Regions from separate parts of the Mus musculus genome. Here all the other regions are linked to region 1. Evidence: chromatin contacts called from public promoter capture Hi-C data. All regions are on one chromosome and are shown on one strand. Each heading gives the region's core, a stretch centred on a gene start, on an enhancer-like site or on the middle of the called end of the contact. The rest is flanking DNA. Distances are from core to core; before and after follow the strand shown.

Region 1 (5,102 bases), core at 892-3,391:
CCCCGCCCCCAAACCTGCTGCTGTGGATTGATCATATCTAAGCTCTCAGCTACTGCTCCAGCGCCATGCCTGCCTGCCTGCTGCCATGCTCCCTGCCATGATGATCCTGGACTCACCCTCTGAAACTGTGAGCAAGTCCCCAATTAAATGCTTTCATTTATAAGTTGCCTTGGTTACGGTGTCTCTTCACATCACTAGAAAAGTAGCTAAGACAGCCTGCTTCCTGCAGGGCAGAATTTGGATAGATATGAAGACCCCTGTCCCTGTAGACAGTACTAGGGAAGTAGGTGTAGGGACCACACTACAGAAAACATGTGAGTCACCCTCAACCCCACACCCATCGGCCACACAGACACATAGTCTCAGAGCCTGGCACATTTCCTTTACCCACTAAGCATGCTTCCCCTTTGCCCAGAACACAATAAAGGAATTAGGACCCACCTAAATGTCTGCAGCTGATCCTTCAAGGCTCAAAGTCTGCCCGGCCAGCTCAGACATACATGACCTGTGACTCCTCTTTATAGCTAGCCCCAATCCTGCAATTCTGCTCATTCAAACAGCCCTTCCGTGAAGACAGGATTGGACAGTCATCTCCTATCTCCTTTTCCTGCTGACGTCATCCCACATTTTCTCAGGACAAGTGAAGGTACAGTTCTTGGCACAATGCTCAGGCTGCCTAAGATATTTATTCTGTAGTAAATAGTAAAGAGAGACTGCTTTCCTGAGTAGCCAGACTCTCAGGAGATCAGCAAGCTGTCGGAGGTTAAGGGAGAGGCAAGGAAACAACCATCCAGCAAAAGTTAAAGGGTAAGAAGAATTCGAGAACAGCAGTTCAGGCCCAGATCTGTCCTAAGCATTTGCAATGCAAATCTGCGTTTTGTTCACCACCACCAAGAGCTTGCACAATAGCGTGTGTATAAACATCCACGCCAACAAAGCCTGACTGTGCAATCACGCAGTAATTACAGACCGGCAGAAAGCTGCTGCTAGGGACTGCACTATTCAAGCTCTAGACATCCCATCTCCAACTGTCCACGGCCTGTACACACATTCCTGCACACATCGCCCTGTCCCCGCCGCTGCTACAGCTTCAGGCACAAACCAAGGAGCCCTGGCGCCAGCTGCTGGGCCACGCCAAGACCCCTGCAACTATGCAAAGATGTCATAAACTTCTCAGCTGTTCTTTAAAGACCCAGAAGCACGAGGCTACCGAGGGCGGGCGGCGGGGAACCATCATCAAAGTTCCCAGGCAAACTCCTGCAGCCCTAGCCGTTTTAGAACACAGAAAAGAACAAGATGCCACGGAGTCCACTGGAAGCGGCTTTCTGGGTTTTATATAGAAAACACTCACATATGTACGTGGGTGTGCTGACAGTTTTTATGGCTAAATTGCAAAGTGTTAGGCCTTAGAGAGCTTACTGTTGGGTTCGGGGCTTGGGAGGGAGGGAGGAAAAGTGTAGAGTCGGGAGGGGCTCGTTTCAAGGAGGCCTGGGGGACAACTCGGGTTTTGCTGGTTGGAAATGGATAGGGCTGTTGACCCAAACTTCTGAGTTGCTCTGCTCTTCGTCACTGCAAGGCCGAGCAAACAAAAGTAGAGGGAAAGTTCCTGTAACTTCCTTCCTGAAACCTGGTGGAGGGCGGCGTAGAGGAAGGGAACGTTTCCCGGGGAAACACCGGGAAGGGCTGGAAAAGCAGCTGCACGCAACCCGAAGAGATGGGGCGCGGGGTGTAGGGCTGGCTCCGGTCGCAGGTCCGGGGAGGCCCCTTCCCGGCATCGCTGCGCTCAGGGGTGGCTCCCTGAGAGGGCTAGGCTGCAGCCAGGCCGGTCTAAGTCCCGAGTCAAAACAACCACCTCAGGGGCGCAACACCGGCCGAGATCTCCGCCACCCTGTCCCTCTCCTGCACCCCCACTCCCAGCGTCCCACGACCCGGCCCGCGCCGCCGAACCCCAACGAATTCCGGATCCCCCCTCCCGCCCCGAGCTCCACGTCGGCGCCCCCCACGGCGGGAAGGCCACCAGGCTCCCGCGACTCACCTGCACGCTGGATCCCTGGGCAGCTCCGAGGGGGCGCGGGACGCAATTCGAGCGCGACCAGCAGACTCAAACTTTGTTGCTCTCGGGACGGCGCAGTCGTCACTTCCTCGCCGAGCAGGCGGCGCGGTCCCGGCTGTGACCCAGCAGCTCGCGCGGCGGCGCGCAGGGCTCTGCAGCCTCCTGCCCCGCCCGCGCCCCGGCTCCGCGCGCCTCCGCGCGGCCCCCAGCCAGACCCTCGGTTCCCGGTGCTGCAGCGGCTGTGGAAGCTTCGTCCCTACCCTCACTCTGCTCTTGGGGAAAGTGCGATCGGAGACTTCCTGCTCTCCCTTGAGTCTAAAAGGTGGCGTTGGAGCCTAGGGGCTGAGTTCAAGGGACCCTAGGGGAAAAAGTCCCCCACCTACATTCCTCCTCCCACGCACGCGCGCGCACACATACAGTCGGGAGAGAGGGGAGAGATAATAAAGGTTTTCATTTCATTTGTTATTTGGACTAGAGAGGACATGTGTGAAAGCAGTGTACTATTTCCCTGAATAATGCTAGGCCAAACTCCAATCTCCCGTCCTCATGTCCCTTACAGGTCTGCACAGTTGTCAGTGGCTTTCCCCGGGTGGCACTTGTACACGATGTTACCATGCATTGTATTTCAGGAACTATGTCATCACCCACGTCGGGTCTGGGAAATAGTCGTTCTGTTCCCTTTCTTCTCAGATCCCCACCTCTTCCTTGTGCACTCAAGTCTCAGAATCTCTGGAGCCTGGTGCGTTCGGGTGTCATCATTAGCCAGAAGTGATTTTACAAGGTGGATCCTGGACGCAGGAGCTTCAGGCAATAGTAATTTTGAAGTTTATCACTGCCCAAAATAAATTTTCTCGGCGTATTAAAACTAACATCAACAGAGAGCTGCCTTTTGAGCCTCTGGCGACCAGTAAGAAAGCAGTTACACAGCAGTGCCCAAAGAAAGACTCCTAATTCCCTTAGGTTGGAGAGAGGACTAGGCTAGCCTTTGCTGTGTGTGTGTGTGGGGGGGGGGGGGGGGGGGGGAGGAGACAGCCAAAACTGCAGGGCAAGGTTTTCCTAACAGAAACGTTTAGTGAGGCAGAAGCTTGCTCTGGAAAACAGGGACCCATAAAAGGCCATTCAGAGACGTCCACTTAAGCTGGACAAAATTTTCCCTTTCCCACTTCCAAACTACTCCTACTAACACATTGGCCTGATAATATCTCCCAGACCTCCCATCTCCTCATTGAAGCCCAGAAAGCCCTCTGCTTGAGTACAGGTTTTGTGTCAAAGGTGATGTAAGATTAATGGAAAACAACATGTGGGGATACCCTCACCCCAAGTCTGCTTAATACCTCAAGAGAAGCCACAGGCTCACCCAAAGATGAGAAGCATGTAGACCCTGACCCAAGCTCTCCTGGCAGCGTGAATTCCTTCATCTTGCAGCTACCAGTGCACTGGGGTCTGCCTTTTACCGAGACATTACTATTACATTACAAACACAAAAAGTGCAGTGAATGGAAAATAATATTGTCTTAAGAAGTAAGTATGTTATAGACTTAAGTATAACTCTTTGACATTTTATTATTTCATCATATGATGGAGTGAAGGTATGGCGGAGGTACTCCTCATTTTGATTTTGGAATAGAAGTAATTCCTTACAGCAATGACCAGGCTTCTGAAGAAAACAGTGTTACTCCGTATTTGCTAAGACTGGAATGGAGTATTTTTTTGTTGTTGTTGTTCAGTATTGTAATTCTAAATCCTCTGTGGTAACTTCATGAATATTCAGTGTTTCTGCATGCCCAGGAGTAATTAGCAGAGCCCACAATGTGTGAAGGCCTGACATTCACATCAGCACATACACAATGCTTTGTCCTTGCCTAGTGTGGCATTTGCTGGAAGTCTCAGGACCCTGTGTGGAGGATGTGGTAGACAGCTCCCTGCCAATGATCTCTGCCGCCTGGCGTTCACACCCTTACACAAGCTCTCGTCCCTAACTCTACTGACTCAGTTCTAACAAACAGAATACGGCAAAAGAAATGTGATGTCATCTGTGAGACTGGGTTATAGAGAAAGCTATGGCTTGCAGCTTGGGTTGTCTCTGTGTCTCAGTCTACCTTGCTCCTTGCAAGGAAGGGAAGACAACCATCGTGTTCTTAGACAGCCCTTGGCAAAGGAAGTGAGAGACCTACCAACAACCATTTGAGTGAGATTGGAAAGGGATGTCTCGCTCATATCCCATGTTATCCAAGCCTTCCAAAGTCTCTTAGCCCAGGAATCAGTTTAACAGTAATCTCAATAGCAACAGCAGTGGAGGTGACGGCGCATGGCTTTAGGTAGGCGGAGTCTACAAAGCTAGTTCTAGGACAGCCAAAGCTACACAAAGAAACCCTGTCTCTTTGAAAAAAAGAAAACAAACAAACACCCGCCACCACACCACCAAAACCCAATAACCTGTCCCAGCTAAGCTACCTGGATGCCTGACTCACAGAAATGGTAAAAACAATGAGAAATGTTTGTTATCTCAAGCCGATCTGTTTGTGAGGATGTGTGTGCGTGTGTTACTTACAGACTGAACCCAGTCCCTTGTGCATGCTAAGCAAGGATCTCAAACACTGAACTACTACGGCATCCCCAGCCATGCTGCTCTTCTAGGGTAGTTGTCGAACAGCTGCAGATTTCTAACATAAAAGCCAGCACATAAGACAGTGGGGGGCCTAAGGACAACCTCACGTGTGCGATGATGGTAACTCCTCCTCTGCACAACAGAACATAAAGAAAAAAAAAAAAAAAAAGCAAGGACCCTGAGCAGATTTAAGTATAATACCTGAATCTGAGCCTTCACTCCTTTTGCTGAACAAAGGTTATCTTTCCATTTAAAACTAGGTCAGAGGGTGTGGACTGCTGCGCCATCCCTGGCAGCCCCGGTATTGGGTGTCACCTACCCCACAGCACATGCAGATGTCTTTGAGTCACAGAAATTTACATCTGTCCATGCATTCCCTTCTTCCTCCCAGGGAATCCATCCTAGCTTCCAAGATGCTGGCACTGAGAAGTTAGGCTTTGC
Region 2 (5,102 bases), core at 1,380-3,879, 230 kb before region 1:
CACCTCTGCTACCACCCCTCCCCCAGTCCAGCTGTGCCCCAAGTCCTGGCTGGATGACGGGGTAATGACATTGTTTTGTGTGGTTTCTGTTTACAAGTGCTTTCTTCAAATCTTGTACGTCAGATAGCTCAACTTCAAGTCTGTAGAAGTGCTGGTCTTCAGGCATCTGCTTGGAAAATTACTTTGTCCCAACAACAGGAAGACTTCCAGGTCCAGCCTTGTCTAATAGACTCAGTGTGTAATATTCATGTGTTACCGTCCTTTTTCTTCTTCAGTTGTACTTAAGCTTTCAAAATTAGCAGGATCCATTTAGTACTTAGTGTTTTGTTAAATTATTTAATGAAGTGTGCTATAAATATGACATTACTGATGCTTAGATACACATTTTTTTAAAAAAACCAATCCTTTTGAGTTAATAAGCTTTCATAACAAAATAAATTAAAATTCTTTTTCTCTTATTTCTTCTTCTTCTTCTTCTTCTTCTTCTTCTTCTTCTTCTTCTTCTTCTTCTTCTTCTTCTTCTGGTTTTTCAAGACAGGGTTTCTCTGTGTAGCCCTGGCTGTCCTAGAACTCACTCTGTAGACCAGGCTGTCCTCAAACTCAGAAATCTGCCTGCCTCTGCCTCCCAAGTGCTGGGATTAGAGGTATTATTATTTTTAAAAGACAAGGGCTGTCTAAGTACTCCTGGCTGTCCTGGCGCTCGCTGTGGAGCCCAGGCTGACCTTGAACTTGCAGTGATTCTCCTGCCTCTGCTGGGACTACAGATATGAGCCAGTGTACCTGGCTTTTTATTGTAGTTTTAATACTTCATTTTAATCATATAGTCTGGCTGCCCAGCATGTCATAGTAAACATGGTTAGGGACCTTGGAGTGTTACAAGCACTGCTGCAACAACTCATTCCCGGGCACTGCCTTTAACAGGTAGTCTTAGACCAGAATGATAGTCTTTTTTTTTTTTTTCTTTTTTTTAACAGATTGCTGGGTGTGGAGGGGAGGTATTTGAGTGCATTTTCTAAATTCTCTTCTCAATATAGGACATCATTGCATGAGAGGCACTTAAAGAATTTAAAGGTCCTTATAGGCAGGGAATGGTGCCCTAAGGTGTAGAATCCAGCATTTCCAGTTGCCTAGCTGTGTGTGCCTTAGCAAATCAGGCTCTCTGGTTCTAATTGTTCACCAAATAGGGTTCTTATTAGGATTAAAAATAAGCTATTATTATTATTTACTTTTTTTGGTTCCTGGGACTGGATGCACAAAATAAGGTTGAAGAATCCATAGTAGCAATACAAAAACAGTTATTTCCAAGTTCCATGACCAGTGCGGTGCGAGGTCATTTGAAACTCGGTGAAAAGTTTTGCCTGGGCAAGATCTTCAAGGTAGATACCCTAGCCTGCTTTTTCTATAAGTGTGATAAAACTCCGACCAAAAACAGCTAGCGGAGGAAAAGGTGTATTTGGCATTCATTTCCTGAGGAAAGTCAAACAGCAACTCAAGCAGGGGGCGTGAACCACAGGGGAGCAATGACTTGTTTCCCTACACACACACACACACACACACACACACACACACCGTTTGTATGTCTCTGATCCCTAGAGTTGAACTTGCAGAATGCTGTGAGCTCCCTTATGGCTGAGGGAAATGAGTTCAAGTCCTTCGGAAGAACAGCCTGTACTTTTAACCTCTGAGCTAATTCTCCAGGCCCCATCCCCACCCCCAGCTTTCTAATAAAATCTAGCTGACCTGCCCAGCGTGGAACCTCCCGCAGTGGGCTAGGTCCTCCCACACAAACCATCAGTGACACATAGGCCAATATGATACAGGCATTGCCCCAAGTGAGGATCCCTGCCTATTCCAAGGTGTTTCTAGTTTGGGTCAAGTAAACAAAATCTAACACAGTTGTCTTCTTAGGAACAGAGACAAATACAACTTATATAGTCTCAGGTTTCTGTAATAATAAAGATGTGCAATAATCCTTGTAAGGTTTAAGGCCTTGGAAGAAAAAAAAATCACTGATTGGAAGCAATAGCTTATATAACACTTGGGAAATGTGTAAAATCCGGGATGAGTAGGAAAAAGTGTTTGCCTAGAGGGTCAAAAGACGAGCTCAATGTAAACTATGACATCATTTGACTATTTTTACACGAGTGTGGAATGTAGGTAAAGGGTCACACAGCCCATGAGACATTAAGGCCATTGGACATGGACATTAATGTGTAGACTAAGCACGCGCAAACAGCACACAAACAAAATATCATGATGCACGTTTTTGAAAGAACAGTCCTAAGATTAGTAACGAGTGTCTATTACTCTAGGACGTGATGAAACTCAATTGCAATCTCACATTCTTGACTCTGCAACCTTAGGAATTTGGCGACTGGAGGTTTCATTGGGTGAGAGGCTTTTAAGAGCGAGCCCTGGTCCAGCCCACTTTTCATGGGGTAAAGAGCACCTGAAAAACAGTGCTAGGTTCCGGATATAACGGAGTCTTAACGCACAGACGCCTTAGTCAAAGCGTCACTACTACTTTTGCTTTTGTTGCTTGCTTTGCTCTGTGATCCTCCCAGCTCAGCAAGCACACAGCTCAGTCTAAGGACTGCAGGCAGGCAGCTGGCCACTAGAGGATCTCTTAACTTTCTCTGCGGAACCGAGGGCTGAAGTCAACGACGCAAAATGGTGGCCTCGTCTTTCGCTGTCCTGAGAGCAAGCAGGTTGTGCCAACAGGATTGGAAGAGCTGGGCGCGGCTGTTTGTACCTCCGCCGCTCAGCACTGGTGGCCGGACCACTTGGGCGCGGACAAATGCGACGCTGAGCGTAGAGCCCGAGGGCCGCAGCTGCTGGGACGAGCCGCTGAGCATCGCCGTGCGCGGCCTGGCCCCCGAGCAGCCCGTCACGCTGCGCTCTGCCTTGCGCGACGAGAAGGGCGCGCTCTTCCGAGCCCACGCGCGCTACCGCGCCGACGCTGGCGGCGAGCTGAACCTGGCGCGCGCGCCCGCGCTGGGCGGCAGCTTCTCGGGGCTCGAGCCCATGGGGCTGCTCTGGGCCATGGAGCCCGAACGGCCTCTCTGGCGCCTGATCAAGCGCGACGTGCAGACGCCCTTCTTGGTGGAGCTGGAGGTGCTGGACGGACACGAGCCCGATGGCGGGCAGCGGCTGGCGCAGGCGGTGCACGAGCGTCACTTCTTGGCTCCCGGGGTGCGGCGCGTGCCCGTACGAGAGGGCCGGGTGCGCGCCACGCTCTTCCTGCCCCCAGGTGAGCAGCCCTCCACATTTCCCTTTGCTCAAAGTTCCCTGTGGGTGTTTGTTTGTTTGTTTGCTTTTGGTTTTTTTTGAGACAGGGTTTCTTGTATAGCCCTGGCTGTCCTGGAACTCACTCTAGACCAGGCTGGCCTCGAACTCAGAAGTGAAGAAAAGGGTAGCTCCAAATGATCTAGGACTTGGTGGGAAGGAGATAGGACTGGACTGGACTGGACTGGACCGGAAGAAGCCTGTTATAGTGATGCTGTTTGCCTGAAGCTGGTCCTTCAATTCCGCTGCTAAATTAAAAGGGCATCATAAGACAAGGGGAGAGGCTCCTAATAATAAAGTCCGCAGTGTTACACCCACATCCCCTAATGTTCTTTTAGAATGTCTTCTGTCTTTTCTTGTGGCAGTGTGGGAACTCAAACTTGGCAAGCACTCTTCTACGAAGTTTCCAATATTTTTAATTTTTCTTGGTTTTTAGCTGCATATGGAGGTTCCAGCAAAGGAGGCAGGAGAATCAACAGAACTCTCAGGCAGTGATGGGGGAAAGAACTCTCAGGAGAAGCCATTAGTATTCTGACATTGAGACAAGCTTCATACACTTGGGCTAGAGGGTGTGGCTCCGTTGGTAGAGTGCTTGCTTGGAGTAGTACTGGGTGCTATCCCCAGCACAGGGTAAACCTGGCAAGAAGGCACAGCACTGCAATCCCAGCACCCACAGGTCGAGGTGGGAGAACCAGAAGCTCTCGTTCATTGTTGGCTACAGAGCCTTACTGGGTTATACCGGTATATTAGATGGTCTTGCCTCAAAATAACAACAACAAAAATGGCTAAGTAAGCAAAATCAACAAAATATTTAAATGACAACTAAAAGTGGTTAAAGAGAGGTACACACACACCCATGGGCATGATGAAGAAGGAATTTTCAAGGGCCCCTTCTATCTTAGTATGCATCTGTTCGTGAGCAGGTGCTGGCCCAGTGTTTGCTCTGTTCTTGTTTAAATTGGTCATGTGGAAGACAAGCCTCTTTTTTCAAAGACTTACTTATTTTATTTATATAAGTCCACTGTAGCTGTCTTCAGATGCACCAGAAGAGGGCATCAGATCCCATCACATGGTTGTGAGCCACCATGTGGTTGCTGGGAACTGAACCCAGGGCCTCTGGAAAAAGAACAGTCAGTGCTCTTAACCGCTGAGCCATCTCTCTAGCCCTGACAAGCCTCTTTATACGAATGGGAAAAAAATGTTTAGGGCATGAATTCATGTAGAATGAACATGTAGCCTTTTCTAATCTATATGTACTCGCTTAGCAGAATGTATTTGCGATTCATGGGGTCTTCTAGGCATGGAGCCTGTGTTGAAGGTCTCTGGTTCCTTTACAGTCTGTGGAGATTGTGCGTGAAGTTGCTGCAAATGCTTACATAGTAGTTTGTGCAGGAACAAAAACTTTCCTTTCTTTTGGGTAAATAGGTGTGGGGTTACTGGGTCATATGGTAAGAGCAGGTTTGATTTTTTGTGAGCAAGGATGCCCTGCATTTTACCAGCCTCTGCGTCCTACCGCCTGCATGGTTTAGCGTTACACCAGCATCGTGGGATGGATCTGGTTGCTGCCCAGCTTCTGTGGCAGTTGGCACGATCAGTTTCGGTTCAGAGAGGAGAGTGGTATATGTGTGCGTGCGTGTATACGTGTGTGTGTGTGTGTGTGTGTGTGTGTGTGTGTGTGTTTGCCTGTTTCTGGAATCAAATCTAGTATTCCATGCATGCTAGACAGCACTCTACCCCAGCCCTTAGTGTATTTTTAATGTTAAGAGTAACATATTCTCTCTGTAAAAGTCTGTGGAATTTTGAGACTTAGATAGAGA
Region 3 (5,102 bases), core at 1,715-4,214, 200 kb after region 1:
TTAATTTGGTTTAGATTACTGGAAAGAGTCCAAAATTGTTTGTTTGTTGCTAGAGACTGAACCTAGGGTTTTACCTGCTAACCACACATTCAACTCACAGAGCCACACAGACAAAAAAAAAAAAGAAAAAAAAGTCTAGAATTTGTTTCTTATTTAAGGCTGTTGGTATCATTTTACAGGAATTGAAATTTCATGCAAAAATTATAGCTTTATGCAACATAAAGAAGGGCAGTTCTTTTAAGAAGTTGTACAAATGGCTCAGGCCTTAAATAAAGCATGGCTGTAAAGAACACTTGTTTTTTTCTAACTCATTAACTTTCTTGTTTTTTTGAATACAGGAACAAAAGTATGCTCTGCAAGTGAGTGAGTTGGAGGGACAGTTTCATCAAAAAGCCAAGGAAATCGGCATGATTCAGACAGAGCTAAAGACAATAAAACAATTCCAGAAGAGAAAAATACAAGTGGAGAAAGAATTAGATGATGTAAGTTTCTGTTTCTTCATTTCTCCTCTTTTAAAAAAAAAGATTTATTTTTATTTTATATGTGCGCATGTTTTGCTTGCATGTATGTAAGTACACTTGCATTTCTGGTGCTGGAGGAAGCCAGACAAGGATGCTGGATCCCCTGGAACTACATTTACTGAAGGTTAAACCACCGAATGCTGGGATTAAAGGCCTGGGACACCATGTCCGGCCCTCGTTTTCTGTTTTCTGTTTATCCACATATCTATTTTCTAAATGTGTTTGTGGGGTACATCCATGTGTAGGTCAGAGAAGGCCATCTTGTAGAGTCAGTTCTTTCCTTCTGCTGTGTTCCAGAGATCAAACTTAGGTGGTCAGGCTTGGTGGCAAACACCTTTATCTGTTGATTCAGTTCACCTGCCTGATAATGATCTTTTCCTAGGCATTAATTTCTTTGTGTGCTTGTCAGTCTTAGCCAACACACCTCTCCATGTTAGTCAGAAGATGAACCTTTGATTTGAATTGAAGCCCCCCCCCCCCAGTTCTTAGGAACTATCAGTGGGTAGGTAGAAGAATTCTACTGGACAGTGTGTTTGGGATGAAGAGGGACAATTTGAGGGAAAAAAAAACCTAGAAGCCTGTATAGAGAGGGATCCATGAATTTTCCTGAAAGGCCTGTTTCATACTATTTGCTGATTTCCATGGTATAGCTGCATTCAGAGTCATCTGAATGCCCAATTAAAGCTTATGCCTGTGTCATATGGCTGAGCAGGTGTTGCTAGTGATGGGTGGCAGGCCTCAGCACTGTTCCCCTGGGCCCCTCAGGAACTTGCTTGAGTGTTCCTGTTATATGTCAGATGACGCTGAGAGTGAAAACTTCAAGAATTCAAGAGCTGGGCAGAAGCTATCCTCTGTGTGTGTGTGTGTGTGTGTGTGTGTGTGTGTGTGAGAGAGAGAGAGAGAGAGAGAGAGAGAGAGAGTATGAGAGGAAGAGGGAGAGGGAGAGGGAGAGAGAGAGAGAGAAAGAGAGAGAGTGTGTGTGTGTGTGTGTGTGAGAGAGAGAGAGAGAGAGAGAGAGAGAGAGAGAGTGTGTGTGTGTGTGTGTGTGTGTGTGTTTTCGTTCCCGGGCCCTCGTGTGTGCTATGAACGCATTCTATCCTGACCTGTATCCCTATCCTTGCAAGTGGCACCGCAACATTTCTCCCATAGACTATTATTTGGAACCAAGTCTCTAAATCTGGTCCACATTCTAAGGGTGGAAATTAGGTTCTGTCATTTGAAGATAGTGTCAAAGAATTGCAAGCATACTTTAAAACCACACACCCTTATACCCCTAAGTATACACAGCTGCAATAGGAATATTTATGCATTTTGGTTGCTTGAAACTCCCTCCTGTTATAACAGCTGGCTGCGTTCTTTTCGTATGCCCAGTCTGGCCTCATAATTGAAACACCACTTCTGTCTTAGCCTCACAGTGCTGAGATTACAGACACAAGCCTCCCCATCTTTATTTGGTTTTTATTCTTTTTGTCTCAAAGATTTTATCTTTAATTATGTGCATGGGTGTTGGGGGGTGGGGTATACATGTGTGTTCATGTACAGGCAGAGGCCAGAATCCTCTGGAGACTGGATCCTCTGGAGCCGGAGCTATAAGCAGTTGTTAGCTGACTGATGTGGGGACTGGAAACTGAACTCTGGTCTTCTGCAAGACCTATACACGCTCTTAATTGCTGAATCATCTCTCCAAGCCCCCATCCTAATTTTATTTTGAGGAGGGTCTCCTGTAGCCCAGGCTAGCTCTGAGCTCCTGATTCTCTTGCCTCTGCCTCCCAAGCACTGGAATTAAAATGTTCTGTTCACTTCCCTCAAGAATCTTCTATGTTTCTCAGCTGTAAACAGCATATTGTTTAGACAGTTTAGTGTGTAAGTTAAATTTACCCATATCGAGTTATAATCTTTTATAACACTACACTTACACCAATACACGGCCTTTTAACCCTTTAGTTTACCCAAATTGGATATTCATGTAACTTTGAAGTCTTCTTTATTTTCTGTTTTGGTGCTTGAGCCCAGAGCCTTTGGGTATGCTTAAGAAATCAATCTACCACTAAGCTACACTCCCAGCCTTTGGTTTTTTGTTGTTTTTGTTTTGTTCAGAATATCTCTTTTATTATCAATAAATAGCGGATAGATCTTTATCTATTAAATTTTCTCCTAGCATTTAAAGGCTTACATCATTTAATGCACTTTCTCCTCGTGGTCTTTCCCCAGAGTTCTGTTTAATGACTCCTTGTACCTTTCCATGGGATTTGGTACAGAACACATCCTGATTTACCTTCTCCCTAATAGACTAAATTATTTGAGGCGGGAGTTTTGTATTCGTTGCAATTCAAGAATCACAGCAATACTTGATTGGAGATCTAGGTTCATCTTTAAAAAAAAAAAAAAAAAAAAAAAAAAAAAAAACCTTTAGCGGGCTAGCTGGCGCATGCGCATGCGCCGTGACGGTCTCGGGCTCCGCGGCTGACACCTCGCAGCTCCGCAGTGACGTAGCCGCGCTGCTTAGCAGTGACGCAGCAGCCCGCGCCACCCTTCACGCCGCAGCTACTGCCAGCCGTTTCGGCGCTCCGGAGTCGAAGATGGCAGAACAAGTTTCTCAGGGAAAGTCGGAGGATCAGGTGTGCACCTTCCTCTTCAAAAAGCCCGGGCGGAAAGGAAGTGCTGGCCGTCGGAAGCGGCCGGCGTGCGACCCGGAGTCTGGGGAAAGCGGAAGCAGTAGCGACGAAGGATGCTCGGTTGTGCGACCGGAGAAGAAGCGGGCGGCCCACAATCCGATGATCCAGAAGACGAGTGGCAGCGGTAAACAGAAAGGGGCCTACTGTGATCTGAGCAGCGAAGAGGAGGAGAAGGCGGGGAATGAGAGTCTAGGCGTCGTCTACAAGTCCACGCGCTCGGCGAAACCGGTGGGGCCCGAGGATATGGGGGCCACAGCAGTTTACGAGTTGGACACTGAGAAAGAACGAGACGCACAGGCCATTTTTGAGCGCAGTCAGAAAATCCAGGAGGAGCTGAGAGGCAAGGAGGATGACAAAATCTATCGTGGAATTAATAATTACCAGAAATACATGAAGCCCAAGGATACATCCATGGGCAATGCCTCCTCTGGCATGGTAAGAAAGGGCCCCATCCGAGCCCCTGAACATCTACGCGCTACTGTGCGCTGGGATTACCAGCCTGATATTTGTAAGGACTACAAGGAGACTGGCTTCTGTGGCTTTGGAGACAGCTGCAAATTCCTCCATGACCGTTCAGATTACAAGCACGGATGGCAGATAGAACGTGAACTCGATGAGGGCCGCTACGGTGTGTATGAAGACGAAAACTATGAAGTAGAAAGTGATGATGAGGAGATACCATTCAAATGTTTCATCTGTCGCCAAACCTTCCAGAATCCGGTTGTCACCAAGTGTAAACATTATTTCTGTGAGACCTGTGCACTGCAGCATTTCCGAACCACTCCACGATGCTATGTTTGTGAGCAACAGACCCATGGGGTTTTCAATCCTGCGAAAGAACTGATTGCTAAACTGGAGAAGTATCGAAAAGCAGAGGGTGGTGCTTCCAGCACCCCAGAAGACGCCGATGGGATCTAATTGCCATTACTTAGATGTCCCATAATTGTCAAATCTCAAAGTACTTTTTGTTTTGGTCATCTCAAACCAAAGCAATCACAGTTGAAGAAATACTAAGTTTTCTAGGAAGAATATCCAAGTTTTGTTTTATATGACATGCTGGAGATGGAATCAATACAGTTAACTTAAAGAACTCTCCTGTTTATAGCTATATTTTCTGAATCTAAATAAAGAACTAGCTCATACTCTAGTACCCTGGTGTGATCTTTCTTTTTTAAAGAACAATGCCGCCACCTATTAGAGAGGTAGATTTCAGACTATTTAAAGAGGGCTGCTGAGGAACACTTACAATTCAAGGGAAAAGTTAGTGCCTTACTGGAAAAAAATAGGGCAGATTTGTGGAATCTGAAATGTAGAAGAAATGAGGCAGATATGAGGGCCCCATATACTTAAAATTGTGATGTATATATAGGTAAGAGATTATTTGTATAGAATTCACTGCATGTTGAGTCTAATACATTTAGTTTATGAAAAGGGATTCAAGTTATGTATCTCAAAGGAAAACAGTGAAAGCCAGATTAGTGTGTTTGTTGTATGTGTATGTGTGAGCACTCTACCTTTGTGCAATTAGGGAAGTCAGTCAGCTGACAATTTTGTAGTGTCATCTCCATCCACATTTACTTAAAACTCAAACTTAAGTTGCCAGGATTGTGTGACAGACACCTTTATCCCTTTACCTTCTGAGCCATCTCACTTGCTCCTTGTTTGAGTTTTTGAGGCAATCTTTCTGTGTCTCAGATTGACCTTCAAATCATTATATATTCAAGGCAGGTCTTAAATTTGGAAGTATTTCGCCTAGGGCTTCTAACTTCTGGGGTTACAATTGTGAATCACCATGCCCAGCCACTAATTTTTACCTTAACTTTTATTTACTTTGTGTGTGTGTAGAAGTCAAAATATAACTTGGAGTCAGGTATTTCCTTCCACTGTGTGGGTCCTGAGTACCTTT

Evidence for each region. Promoter capture Hi-C pulls out the DNA fragments that hold promoters and counts their contacts. Capture Hi-C pulls out chosen DNA fragments and counts their contacts.
Region 2: a contact with region 1 is called in a promoter capture Hi-C map of second pharyngeal arch cranial neural crest. The contact joins the promoter of Acot2 here to the promoter of Mideas in region 1. A contact is called at or near these places in 8 of 39 promoter capture datasets (the C10 cell line, cranial neural crest, embryonic stem cells and 5 more), 3 of 484 Hi-C or Micro-C datasets (CD4 T cells, Th1 cells and myocytes), 8 of 115 datasets of contacts at active chromatin or transcription factors (the SCID.adh cell line, bone marrow-derived macrophages, effector CD8 T cells and 5 more) and 1 of 9 other capture datasets (adipose tissue).
Region 3: a promoter capture Hi-C map of liver shows a contact between it and region 1. The contact joins the promoter of Rnf113a2 here to the promoter of Mideas in region 1. A contact is called at or near these places in 2 of 115 datasets of contacts at active chromatin or transcription factors (the SCID.adh cell line and embryonic stem cells) and 3 of 9 other capture datasets (adipose tissue, liver and pancreatic islet).

What each region holds. Positions count from the first base shown.
Region 1 is chr12:84,216,740-84,221,841 of GRCm38.p6, forward strand. It overlaps Mideas (mitotic deacetylase associated SANT domain protein), which reads right to left and starts at 2,142. Exons shown (of 13, transcript NM_001163501.1): 1 at 2,036-2,142. Gm46319 (synapsin-1-like) reads left to right here. Exons shown (of 3, transcript XM_030247050.1): 2 at 1,411-2,375; 3 at 2,744-2,913. The coding sequence ends at 2,825.
Region 2 is chr12:83,985,232-83,990,333 of GRCm38.p6, forward strand. Acot2 (acyl-CoA thioesterase 2) reads left to right here and starts at 2,630. Exons shown (of 3, transcript NM_134188.3): 1 at 2,630-3,250. The coding sequence starts at 2,671.
Region 3 is chr12:84,414,236-84,419,337 of GRCm38.p6, forward strand. It overlaps Rnf113a2 (ring finger protein 113A2), which reads left to right and starts at 2,965. Exons shown (of 1, transcript NM_025525.2): 1 at 2,965-4,343. The coding sequence starts at 3,101. The coding sequence ends at 4,114. It overlaps Bbof1 (basal body orientation factor 1), which reads left to right. Exons shown (of 12, transcript NM_028377.3): 4 at 339-482.